2 separate regions of the Rattus norvegicus genome follow, and region 1 is linked to region 2. Evidence: chromatin contacts called from public Hi-C data. All regions are on one chromosome and are shown on one strand. The core of a region is the stretch at or near the end of the contact, and the rest is flanking DNA. Distances in the headings are between cores, read along the strand shown. Region 1 overlaps LOC108350932 (a long non-coding RNA gene). Region 2 overlaps LOC120102827 (a long non-coding RNA gene).

Region 1 (5,971 bases), core at 1,973-4,472, 100 kb after region 2:
CTCCTCTGCAGCAGTTATGAACTCTGACGGTAGAGGGCACTGGGGAGACATTGCCGAAGAAAGAAAGGGCTCTGCTTTCTGGTTCTGGTATGTTCTACGCCAGCTCAACTTCTTCTTCAGTGCCCAGCTCTTGCAACACCCACGGCTCTTCTGCCTCCTGGCTCTTTTGTTTCACCAGATTAACGGGCACTTCCCCCAGTACCTTCAGAAAGACACTTCTCCATGAATAATTTGGGAATGCCAGGGACTGTATAGCGACACCTCGCCGCAGCAACTCCTGTCAGTCATAAAACACAAGGTGGCCGATTTTTTTTCTTCCTCGAGTATTCTGTCTCAACCCTAGGTGTTCTCCGTATCTGAATTATTTAGAATTATCTCTACTCATATTTGGGCCATAAAGCCAAAAGACATGATCCTAAATATCATAATCCAGAATGTTGAAATCATGAAAGTTCAATATCCTTAAGTCTAAGATAACAAAAAGATTAAAATTCTAAAATTACACTTCTGGGGAAGATTCAAATTTATTTTAAAAGACTTAGTTACATTTTAAGAGGAGATTTATTTGAGAAATGTAAAAATACAATAGACTATTTTATAGGCCACTTCTTTTTTATTTTTTTTTTTTCTTTAGTGAAGTTTATTTGAATGGAATGGCTTCCAGGCTATGACCAGGCCTGGGAGTAGAGTGGGGGGTATTAGGCAGAAAGAATACAATCATGAAGGTCTAAGCAGGATGTGGCCTTGAAGGACAGACAGGCTTTTTCCTGTAAAGAGGAACGAGGGAGAGAGGCCAGGCAAGAGCAGCTGTTCCAAACCCCAGGAGAGGGATGGAAGGTGGGGGGCAGAGAAATGTCTTTAGGGAACAGCCTTCAGGTCACCTACCTGAGAAAACTCCCCAAATGAAAAATCTGACTCTTTATATCCTGTTAGGAAATTTAATATCACGTGACTTAGTTCAACACAGCAGGCATGACCAAGCACATGGAGGAGCCAGGACCATAAATCATGAAATGGGCCTTTATAGGCCACTTCATATATGAAACACACACACACACACACACACACACACACACACGTGGCAGGGGGAGCATGCACAATAACACACAAGCTTACTACAGAGAATTCCATGATTATAATGGTTGTGAGCAGATGAGCTGTATTCATACATTGTTCAAAATGCAAAGTTACAAGACATGCAGAGTTTAGAAGAGCTGAAGCTCAGGGTCTTCCTCGGTTCCATGACATGTTCAAGTCCAGTCTGGACTATCAACATGGGGGTCGGGGAGCTGGGGAGGTTTCTCAATGGTTAGGAGCACTGGCTGCTCTTCAGAGGATCCAGCTTCAATTCCTAGCAACCACATGGCAGCTCCCAAGTGTGTATAACACCAGTCCCAGTGATCTGACACCCTCTTCTAACTTCACAGATGTCACCGATGTCACCCCCACAGAGACATACATACAGGCAAAATAGTCAGACACATAAAATAAATTAAAAAAAAATGCAAGAGTGGAAGTGGTGGCACAGGCCTTTAATCCCAGCACTTGGGAAGTTAAAGCAGGTAGATCTTTATGAGTTCAAGGCCAGCCTGGTCCTACTTGGGAATCTCCAGGCCAGCCAGTGCTACACAGTGAGACCTCCATCTCATAAAACAAACAAAAAATGCACAATGGACATATATATCTCTTGGTTAATAGTTTCGTGCATTCATCTTTATAACTGTGGTTGGTGAGCGATTTGCATGTTTTGTAAGATAAATAAAACTCACTGGGGAGCATGGATATCGCTCAGTATTGGGTAGAGCACATGCCTAACACATGGCAGTGTTCAGTTCAATCCCAGCACTACAAGAAAGCACGCACGCGCACACACACACACACAATGGGTCGTATCAGGAACACATTGTTTATGCAGTTACTCAAAGAGCCAAGATCTTAAGAAACGTTATCTTTCCCAAATGGAGATATACAAAAGACAATCTCTTTGTCTCAAAGAAAATTTGACATTTGATTGTTTGTTTGTTTGTTTGTTTGTTTTATTTTTGAGGCACAGTTTCTCTGTTAGCTCTACCTGTCCTGAAACTTGCCCTGAAGAGCAGGCTGGCCTGGAACTCAGAGATCCGTCAGCCTCTACCTCTGGAGTGTTGGGGACTAAAGTCATGAGCCACCATGTCCCTACTGAGATTTTAAGATCTTTATCACATCAAATCAACTATAACAATGTTTCTTCACAGAACTGGTTTTGCCAAAAATGCATCTAGAGGATAGACATGCTGATGAGTATCTTTAATCCCAGCAGAGGCAAGTACATCTCTGTGGGCTTAAGGCCAGCCTGGTTTACACAGTGAATTCCAGGACAGCCAAGATGACATAGAAAGACCATGTCTAATTCACCCCGGAATCCCATTCCCCCCACCACCAAAAAAAAGTAAACAACAGGAAAAAAAAAAAAAAAGCATCGAACTAGAGAGATGACTCAGCAGTTAAGCGCACTGACTGTTCCTTCAGAGGTCCTGAGTTCAATTCCCAGCAACCACATGGTGGCTCACAAGCATCTGTAATGGGATCTGATGCCCTCTTCTGGTGTGTCTGAAGACAGCGACAGAGTACTCACATAAAACAAATAAAATCTTTTTTTTAATAAAAGCATCTAATATCTGAGAAGACCTGGGGAGGAAATATATAACATGGTGAGGTGTAGAAAGTAAAGTTGAAGGTTTAACACTGTGTGGGAAGAGAGTAAAACAAGAAGTAAAGCTTACGCATATTAACATATTAAAAGTGTATGGGCTGGAGAGCTGGCTCAGCCATTAAAGGTCAGACTCACAACCAAAAATAAAGTGTGTTTTGCGGGTGGGTTGTAGGCAATCGCCTACAAGTAAGTCCATAGCAGTGGGCAACTATCATTAAATTTTATATAAGTCTTGAATCAGCGAATATCTGCTTTTTTGCTTTTTTACTTTCTTTTTTTTTGGGGGGGGGTTCTCAGGAGGAAAAAAATCTTCAGTCACCTTTTAGATAGTACACAGTGGTTTTCCCCCCACACTTACTTATTTTTGTGTGTGTGTACACGCACCAATGTGCCTCCGAGGCCGAAAGCAGTCATCGTATTCCCCTGGGACTGGAGAACAGATGACTGCGACCCACCACAAGGGCGCTGGGAACCAAATATCCAGTCCTCTGCAAGAGCGGCCAGGGCTCTACCGCTGAGCCACGCCTCCAGCCCCAGCCTGCTAGCTTTACTTTTTATCCGTGATTTGATGTTCGCTGACGTAGCATTCCCTCCCACTTTCTCCGTCTCCCACGTCGCAGCGCGCATTATTTTGAATATACAAAAGTCCGTTCTGCGGGTATTCACGTACTGGCCACGCGTTTGACAGAAAATGGCTGCGGACTAAACGGCAGCAGGTGAACATCCTGTCGCTCCTCACCTCCGTAATTGTGGGACCAGTTAACTTTTCTGGCTTCTTCACACAAGTGCAGTGTAAGTGCATCAAGAACTTGAAGGGGTGTCAATGCAGATAATAAACACACTGAAGTTTCACCCCTGCGGTACCATGCAGCTAATCCCTCCCCACCCCCTCCCCAACTGCCCTGCCCCCTTCCGGAGGCTGGACTTACCGCCCTTTTTTATGTAGCAGTTTCCCAGCAATGTGGGAATTCCGGGTTGGGGGTCTTGATTGAGGTTTTAGGATTTCAGCACTCAGGATTTGAATCTCTGGGGACGATGATCCTGGAGTTCAGGCTTCAAGGATGATCAGCGAGGATTTCAATATTCAGGATTGTATCTTTGGGGGCTTCCCATCATCACTTGGTAATAATCCTTTATTCCAATCACCCATTGAAGTAAAGCATTCTTTAGGCTTTTTTTTTTTTCCCTGAAAAAATGATCCCATAATTATTTTTGTCCCACTGGAAGTAAGAGCAGGCTACGACTGGAATGTCTGAGTTTGGATCTGTCTGAATCGAAAGCTCCCTCTAGCCAGAGCTGGAGCTTCCGGTTTCCGGTCTATGATATCTCGGCACTGGGGAGACTGAGGCAGGAGAATCAAGAGTCTGAATTTACATAACAAGGGCCTATCTCAAGGTTTTTGTTGAACATTTTTTTTTTTTTTGGTTCTTTTTTTCGGAGCTGGGGACCGAACCCAGGGCCTTGCGCTTCCTAGGTAAGCGCTCTACCACTGAGCTAAATCCCCAGCCCCTTGTTGAACATTTTTTAACTTGATTTATTTATCTGGGTGTGTGTGTTGACTTGTGGAAGACAGAGGAAAACTTTCAGGATGATTTTTCTTCTACCTTTGGGATGGAGGGATGTCAGGTACCTTTCCCTACAGAGCCATCTCAGCCAATCTCAGAAGCTTTAAACTATCTCTCTCAGGGGGTACCGCGATTACATAGACTCTTTCCTTTTCTCTGGCAAATCGAAGACTGACACTCATACAAGCTACAAAAGAGGAACAACCAAGGGAACAAAAAAATCCTTACCAAATGCCCAGTCAGGAGGCAAAATGAAACCGTACAGACTCATCACAGCAAAGGGTTAAACCTTACAGCCAACTCAAATTATTTGACTTCAATCTCACATGTCCGGCAACAGGTCGGGGCCAAAAGAACAAAAGTTACAGGGAGACCAAATCTTAGTTCATTGTGGCAGCATGAAGAACTATGCAGGAACTCAGTATTCAAAATGGAATCAAACTAGGAGCGATGGCCCACGCCTTTCATCTCCATACTTAAGTTCTAGACCAGTCAGAGCTATATATTGAGTGCCTGTCTCCAAAAGAAGAAAGTGGATTTAACTGCCTTGTTCAGTTGTGAGTGCCTTGTTGTAGAGATGTTGGGAACAAGGAGCGACAGTTACTGCCCAGATTACTATGGAAGAGATTATCGTGTTACTGCGCTGGGTACTGTATCGTGTTACTGAGCTGCAACTGAATGAGCCCATGAAGTCCCTCCAAAATCTAAGATTCTACTAAGCCCCAGCTAAAGGAAAGACAGGGGCAATGCTGTGCATTGTGTCATCAGGACCTCTGGGTACTGCCAGATGTCATCGGATGCAAAGAACAGACACCAAGTCACCAGATAGTGACATTTAAATACAGACTTCTTGCCCCGTCGAGAACACAATGTATCCTGTGGAATGCAGCAAAGCAATCACTGTAAACAAAATTATCCCGAAAAGAAACATAGTAGACACTTGGCTTTCATTCGGCTGAAGCATGTTTACCTGACTCAGAATTGCATTGTTTCAACGAGTCAGCAAATGAAAAGTGCCCTGAGACTAGGCTTTACCTAAAGGTTGGAGCGAGACGCTGGGAGAGAGGCAGCCAACCCTGATTCTGGATTCTAATCCTGTTTTTCTAGTAACCTTGAGTCGGGCAAGGAGGGTGGGGGGCGGGGGAAGAAAGCAAACGAACTTGATTTTGCTGAACCCTGGTTTGTCCAGCTACAGGAATAAAGAAAGCCACCGTCACACCCCCTTGTACAGTGTGTGAAAATCCAGCAGGAAATGCCCAGGGAAACAGGAAACGATGCACTTGTTGGTGAAGATACTCCAGGTCAGAGCTTTGTGTGGAGAAGTTCCTGCGAATAGCTTACGCTGCCGAGAACTGGATCATCCAGCCAACGTTTTCCAACACCCTCTGAGTTAGTTTCCTTTCTAAAGATGTCCGATTCCCATCTACTTGGCTCTAGTTCTTGTATAAATGTAAAGCGGTGGGTCTGATGGCCTGGAATCCATGTAGTCAGAAGCCATGTAAAGTGGAAAACCTCTAGACCGAACAGTTTATCAGCTGTGATCACCCACCATCATCACCAAAAACGATCTAGTTGCAAAGGCAAGGCGGACGTCTGTGCTGTACAGCCCTTTCCAGGTTAATCACTTGCTTCCATGTTCTGTTTGCTATTGTCCTATTTCCTTTCTGCATGCAGACCACATCCTGAGGAGGAAATCTATTTAAAACCTGACCCG
Region 2 (6,379 bases), core at 1,644-4,143:
CATTTGATAGAAAGAAACTAGTTGAATTTTGATATAACATTGAAGAATAGACAGGATTCTTTGAAAAAAAAAAAAAAAGCTGGGCTTGAGAGCTGAGTTAAGAGCACTGGCTGCCTTTCTAGAGGTCCTGAGTTCAATTCCCAGCAATGACATGGTGGCCCACAACCCTCTGTACTGGGCTCTGATGTAATGGGATTCTGGTGTGTCTGAAGATAGACACAGTATACTCGTACATAAAATGAATAAATTAATCTTTTAAAGTACATACACACAAAATATTTCTCTTTTCCAACTGCACGTCTGCATGAAGCCAATTTTCTTCTAAGGCTTCAACCAAAACAACTAAATGCAAGAAATGAATGCAGTGGGGATGAGGTCCAGCTGCCTTCCATTAAGCCAAATATTAAAGAAATTGGTGGGGCTGGAGAGATGGTTCAGCGGTTAAGAGCACTGACTGCTCTTCCAGAGGTCCTGAGTTCAAATCCCAGCAACCACATGGTGGCTCACAACCATCTGTAATGGGATCTGATGTCCTCTTCTGGTGTGTCTGAAGAGAGTTACAGTGTATTTGTATATAAAAAATAAATCTTTTTAAAAAGAAATTGGCAAAAATGCAAAATAAATATCATCCTTTTAAACATGTATTTTAGAAAATACATTTATTGCCATAAAAATAATTATAAGAATTTGTGTGTACGGGACTGATTTTTAAGCTCATATATTGTCACTGTTCTCCTGATTTCTAGTGCCATGTTTCTGTAGCCATAGAGAGGCTCGTGGGAATCACGTTCTTAAGAGTGTGAGGATCCTGAGACGAACAGTGTTGAGAATCATTGCACAGTCCTGACTGCCTTGCTGCTCATGCCCACAACAGCATAGTGATACAGACTCTTCATCCCTCTGCTTTTCATCGTGGGGGATTACATATCAACCCTTTATCATTCCTTAGTGCTGCAAAATATCCGTCTCAGACATTATTACCCCTGGCTCCCTGGGACACCGGAAGCCACTGTGTTCTGAGTTCATTTTTAAAACAAGAATTTGACTTAACACTACAAGTTTTCTTCTAGCCTCAATGATATGAATGCTGTTCCTCTAAAAGTTTTAAACACTCAAGCACACCTGAAGCCTGGTACGGTCATTTCCACACTCAGGAGGCAGAAACAGGAAATCTGAGACAGAGTGAGACCTTGTCCTAAAAATCAAAAGGGAGGCTGGGAAGATGGTTCAGGGGATAAAGGTGCTTGTTGCACAAAGTCTTGGGACCTGGGTTCCGTTCTCTGGAATGGACATAATCAGACACCATAACACAAATGTGTTGCATCCCAGCATTTCTATAGTAGGATGGCTCTAGACTGGGTCGACAGGAAAACATTCAGAAGGGCCAATACCCAGGCCCCAAGTCCAGCATCAGTCCTTTTTAAAACTTCTCCGCTTTGTTCTAGTGTATAAACGAGGGTTTAGTTAGGGTTACCATTCCTAACCACGGTGAAGCACCATGACCAACACCACCTGGGGAGGAAAGGGTTAATTTCACTCATTTCCATAGAACAGTTCATCATCAAAAGCAGCAAGGGAAGGAACCAGAGAGTCAGAAGCTGATGCAGAGGCTGTGGAAGTACTATTTACTGACTTGCTCATCATGACTTATTCAGCCTGCTTTCTTATAGAACCCCGGACGACCAGCCCAGGGATGGCACCCCACAAAATGGTACCCAATTAATTACTAATTAAGAAAATGCCCTATAGCCAGATTTTACAGAGACCTTTTCCAAACTGAGGCTCCCTCCTTTAAGGTAACTCCAGCTTGTATCAAGCCGACATAAGGCTACCCAGCACACCATGTTTGCTTTCTGATCAGTGTAAAAATGCACACATTTAAGATGACATCCTGCTACTTTTATCAAGAGAACCTTTGTTTTTTACAGTTTTACTGCTGTGAACAGACACCATGACCAAGGCATCTCTCATGACATCTAACCAGGCTGACTTACAGGTTTAGAAGTTCAGTCCATTATCATGAAGCAGGGAACATGGCAGCATCCAGGTAGTCAAGGTGCAGGAGGAGCTGAGAGTTCTACATCTTCATCTGAAGGCCACTGGGAGAAAACTCACTCCCAGTTAGGAGGAGGGTCTCATTGTCCACCCCTACAGTGATGCACTTCCTCTAGCAAGGCCACACCTACTCCAAGAAAGCCACGCCTCCTAATAGTGCCACTCCCCGGGCCAAGCATATTCAAACCACCACACCAAGATTTTGGGCCCACCAAGCGTCATCTGATAGCAGGAGGCCCAACATGGCCCATTTGAAGGGAGCACTTAAAGCACAAATGAACGTGTTTAAATGCTTATCATTCTGTACCAGGTGTGCAGCAAGAGAGCCCCGGGGCACTAGTGATCAGACGGGCAGGGCTGAGTAGCACAGGTCATTTCCAAAAGATGGATCATAACTGGTCTTTTAGGTCCGGTGTCTTTGACTCCGTCATAACCAGACATTAGAATCCGCAGGCAGACTTGAAGCATCGCACTGTGTTAAACCTAGGAGGTCAAATCTGGACAGATCATCTCTGACTCTAATGGGGCCAGAATGGAAACTGCCTTGCTACATGTGAAAGTGGGAGCTAGAAATACACACTACTCCCAGACAGGAAAAGGAAAGCATGTCTCTTAAAACTTCCTCTTTCATAGTCTAAAATTATTCTTACACAGCGGGCGTGCGGCTGAGTCACCAGGTTATGTTCCTAGATGAGGGAGCGGTCAAAAGAGGGAGGCCCTGGAGGGACTTTACCTGGGGACAACGTGTCACAGTGAAAAAGAGCAGCCACGGGGCGCCATCAGGGGCAGGAACCTATGGTTCCGAGCCCTGCAGACTTAACCAGTGAATTGAGAATCTGGCCTGTAGGGGGCAGACCTGCACCAAGGACCACATCTTCCTCAGGCTTTGCTCTCTTGGGGAAAGTGCTTACAGTTCTAAAACGCCCATTTTGTTTTTGTTTTTGTTTTGGTTGTTGTTTCCCATCAGATCCCACCTGCTGCTCTTACAAGGGGCTGTTATTTTTCCTCTGGGCGAAATGTCCTATTCTAATCCACACTGTTTACAAAGAATAAGCATCACCTTCTCCCAAGCCTTGTGAAGGACTTTGATGATGCTTTCTGCCCAGATGTCCCTGTAGCCGCCATGGAAAAAAAATGGGACAAGTTACCTGACCAATCTGCTCCCTGCAGCACTTCAGGGACTCTAGGGAGACCTAGAGGGAACATTAAGGTAACTCCTCAATTACAAGAAGTGAATGGAGACTGAGATGCTGGCCCTGGCAGAGTTGTGCTGACGGGCCTCTGAGGCCAGGAAACCTTGTCTTCGTGACCTTTGGACGTGAGTGTTCAGCACACGCATTCCAAGGGTGCGGCGGTGTGGTTTTGTTTTTAAGGTTTTATAATTACTGCAGAAAACCATAACTTATCATCTGATGCTCTCACATTTTTGTGCCTGAGAATGCAATGCAAAGAAAAGCAGAAATTACTGCCCCAAATGACAAGTACGGCTCACCTGGTGTCTATCCTGGATTTCACAGAAATAAGCACAAACACTGGGTAGAGGTCTTGAGGGATTGAAAGGCCTCTTTCTCCTGCTCTTGCCCTACAGGAGGGCTGGAGGCCAGGAGCTAAGTCCCTTTCAGTACCTGTGCTTCCAGCCAGTTGCCATGGCATCAAACCCTAAAGTCAAGGCCCTTGCTTTCTAAACCCTGACAAGATCCTGGACCCAGGATCCCAAAAGCACCCTCCAGCCCCACAGAACAGCCGCCTGCCCCAAAACCACCCCACACCTGCATCTCTACACATGGCTAATCTCAATCTGCCGCCCTGTGACTAACAACTGTGCTCCTCAGAGGGGGTCCCCCCCTTCACAGTGAGAATCTCTAAGGTGAAGGCCAGCAGTCTCTCCCCAGACAGTCTGCAGTCCAGGTTCTCAGACCTGTCAGAGCCTCCAGCCCATGAGAAAGTGCCAAGAGGAAGGCACTGTGTGAGGGGAGGGGAGGCTACACCAGGCTAGCTCACTGCTTTCTCCATAGATGTCTAGATTCAGGGAGGAACCGTGAATGCCCTTGAGAGATGCTTTGACTCCAGCTCTTGGTGCTTCCACTCCACGCGTCCCAAGGTACTTACTAGATGGCTGGTGACATTTCACGACTTTTCTGAATGGGGCTGGAACTTCACAGAGGAACCGTGGAGAGAAGATTAGTACCTGGAAAGAACACCGGACCTGGAAGTCACACTAGCCCAGGCTATTATTCCAGCCTCTCCATTTTATCGAGGCATGCACAGGTTCAGAAGGCTACCGGGGCACACTTCTAGACACAGTTGATATATGATGCTGTAAGATAAACAGTCTTGGAAATGAAGGCCAGTCAGGACCAGAGTGTCTTTACTGCTATCCCTTCTCTTAGGCCTGCCTAATTCCATTCCCTTTTGCTTGTGACCTTCCTTACCCAAAACAGATCCCTCTAGATAATCCCTTAGCCTCTGCACCCCTTTCTACCTCTCTTTCCTCGATCAACACAGGAAGCCCCGCCAGCCTTGCAAGGACACACAACCTTTCTTAGTTAGGGTTTCCATTGTTGTGACAAAACACAATGACCGAAAAGCAAGTTGGGGAGGAAAGGGTTTATTTGGCTTACACGTTCACATCACCATTGATCATTGTAGGAAGTCAAGACAGGAACTCACAGAGGGCAGGACCCTGGAGACAGAAGCTCATGCAGAGCCCATGGAGGGGTGCTGCTTACTGGCTTGCTCCCCCTGCTCTCTTATAGAACCCAGGACCACCACATCAAGGGGGCGGCATCCCTCACAATGGGCTGGCCTTCCCAATCAACCTCTGATTAAGAAAATGCCTTACACCGAGATCTTATTGAGACATTTTCCTCAACTGGGGTTCCCTCCTTTCAGATAACTCTAGTTGAGTGCCAAGCTGATGGAAGGCTACTCAGAACCACCCACCAGAGCTAACCCCAATCACCCACCCCAAAGGGAAACCCTCCCACGGCTGCGGAGAGCTGATAATGGCTGGTGGTAGGTTTACATCTTACGACTATTTTCTTCCTCCTTCTAAAATATTTGTTTTAGTGAGTGTGTGTATCTGTGTCTGTGTCTCTGCACATGTGTTCATGAAGACATGCCCCAGCACGCCTGTGGAGATCGGATGACAACTTTCTTTTCTTCACAGTGTGAGTTCTAGGGGTCAAACTCAGGTCATCAGGTTTAGCGACAAGTACCCTCGCCTTCTGAGCCACTTCTGCCAGTCCCTTATTTAACTTTTGAAAAGGTAATATATCAGCAGGGCCCAATAGTTCCCAGTTCCGTGTTTGCCCTCCCCACCCCCGCTTCCTATCCCAACCTTTTAAAGGTAATTTTGATAGCTTTGTATGTATTTTTTCCAGTTGTTCTCTAAGTAAATGAAAGAGACAGACAAAGAGAGAGAGACAGAGAGAGAGATATTAAGGGAACCATAAGGCAACAAATTTTGCTAAGAGAATTTCATGAGCCACCAAGAGCTTGTGTGTGTGTGTGTGTGTGTGTATGTGTGTGTAGTGTGTGTAGTGTGTGTGTGACTGTATGTGTGTGTGAATGTGTGTATGTGAGTGTATGTATGTGAGAGTGAGTGTGTGTGGTGTGTATGAGTGTGTGTATGTGAGTGTGTGTGTGTGAGAGTGAGTGTTTGTGGTGTGTGTGGTGTGTGTGTGAGTGTGTATGTGAGTGTGTGTGTGAGTGTGTGTGTGAGTGTGTGTATGTGAGTGTGTGTACGTGTGTGTGAGTGTGTGTATGTGTGTGTGAGTGTGTGTATGTGTGTGTGAGTGTGTGTATGTGAGTGTGTGTGTGGTGTGTGTGTGGCGTATGAGTGTGTGTGTGGTGTGTGTGAGTGTGTGTGTGAGTGTGTGTATGTGAGTGTGTGTGAGTGTGTGTATGTGAGTGTGTGTGAGAGTGTGTGTATGTGTGTGTGAGTGTGTATATGTGAGTGTGCGTGTGTGTGGGAGTGTGTGTATGTGAGTGTGTGTGTGAGTGTGTGTGAGTGTGTGTGTGTGTGTGATAGCTCTTTCTAGTAGCTAAAGCTCCTTACTCTAAAGAAGGTTCCCATGGGACCCTATCCCATGATTGTCACCCACAAACAGCCATCACCGGCTATCTCGTTTCTAGGTCCGAGGGAGGAAAGGTGGCACTCTGAGACCTCTCTTCATTTCCTCACTCATTTGTTAAGCATTCCTTTTCTAGACACCGAGCCGGGTCCTAGGCACAAATACAGCCCCTGCACTTGTAGTAAAAGGGAAGACAACATAGGCCAAGGCTATGCTGAGATTCGATTGCAGTCCCAAACCCTTCCCTA

Evidence for each region. A called contact is a pair of places that touch in the nucleus more often than the background predicts.
Region 1: a contact with region 2 is called in a Hi-C map of liver, with 7 times the contacts expected there. The contact joins two enhancer-like sites. A contact is called at or near these places in 8 of 12 Hi-C or Micro-C datasets (the A7r5 cell line, Schwann cells, frontal cortex and 4 more).

What each region holds. Positions count from the first base shown.
Region 1 is chr5:28,919,554-28,925,524 of GRCr8, forward strand. LOC108350932 (a long non-coding RNA gene) reads left to right here. Exons shown (of 5, transcript XR_010066493.1): 4 at 12-3,484. Among named protein-coding and RNA genes, the nearest start is that of Plekhf2, 19 kb to the left of the region's middle. Within about 2 kb of position 3,223, at least 12 of the 93 cell types and tissues checked have an H3K27ac peak or open chromatin away from gene starts, as enhancers often do. A contact at or near this core is called in liver, where this site is marked.
Region 2 is chr5:28,818,073-28,824,451 of GRCr8, forward strand. All of the region lies in intron 2 of LOC120102827 (a long non-coding RNA gene), which reads right to left. LOC120102826 (a long non-coding RNA gene) reads right to left here. Exons shown (of 2, transcript XR_005504635.2): 1 at 1,995-6,379. Among named protein-coding and RNA genes, the nearest start is that of Cfap418, 27 kb to the left of the region's middle. Within about 2 kb of position 2,894, at least 11 of the 93 cell types and tissues checked have an H3K27ac peak or open chromatin away from gene starts, as enhancers often do. A contact at or near this core is called in liver, where this site is marked.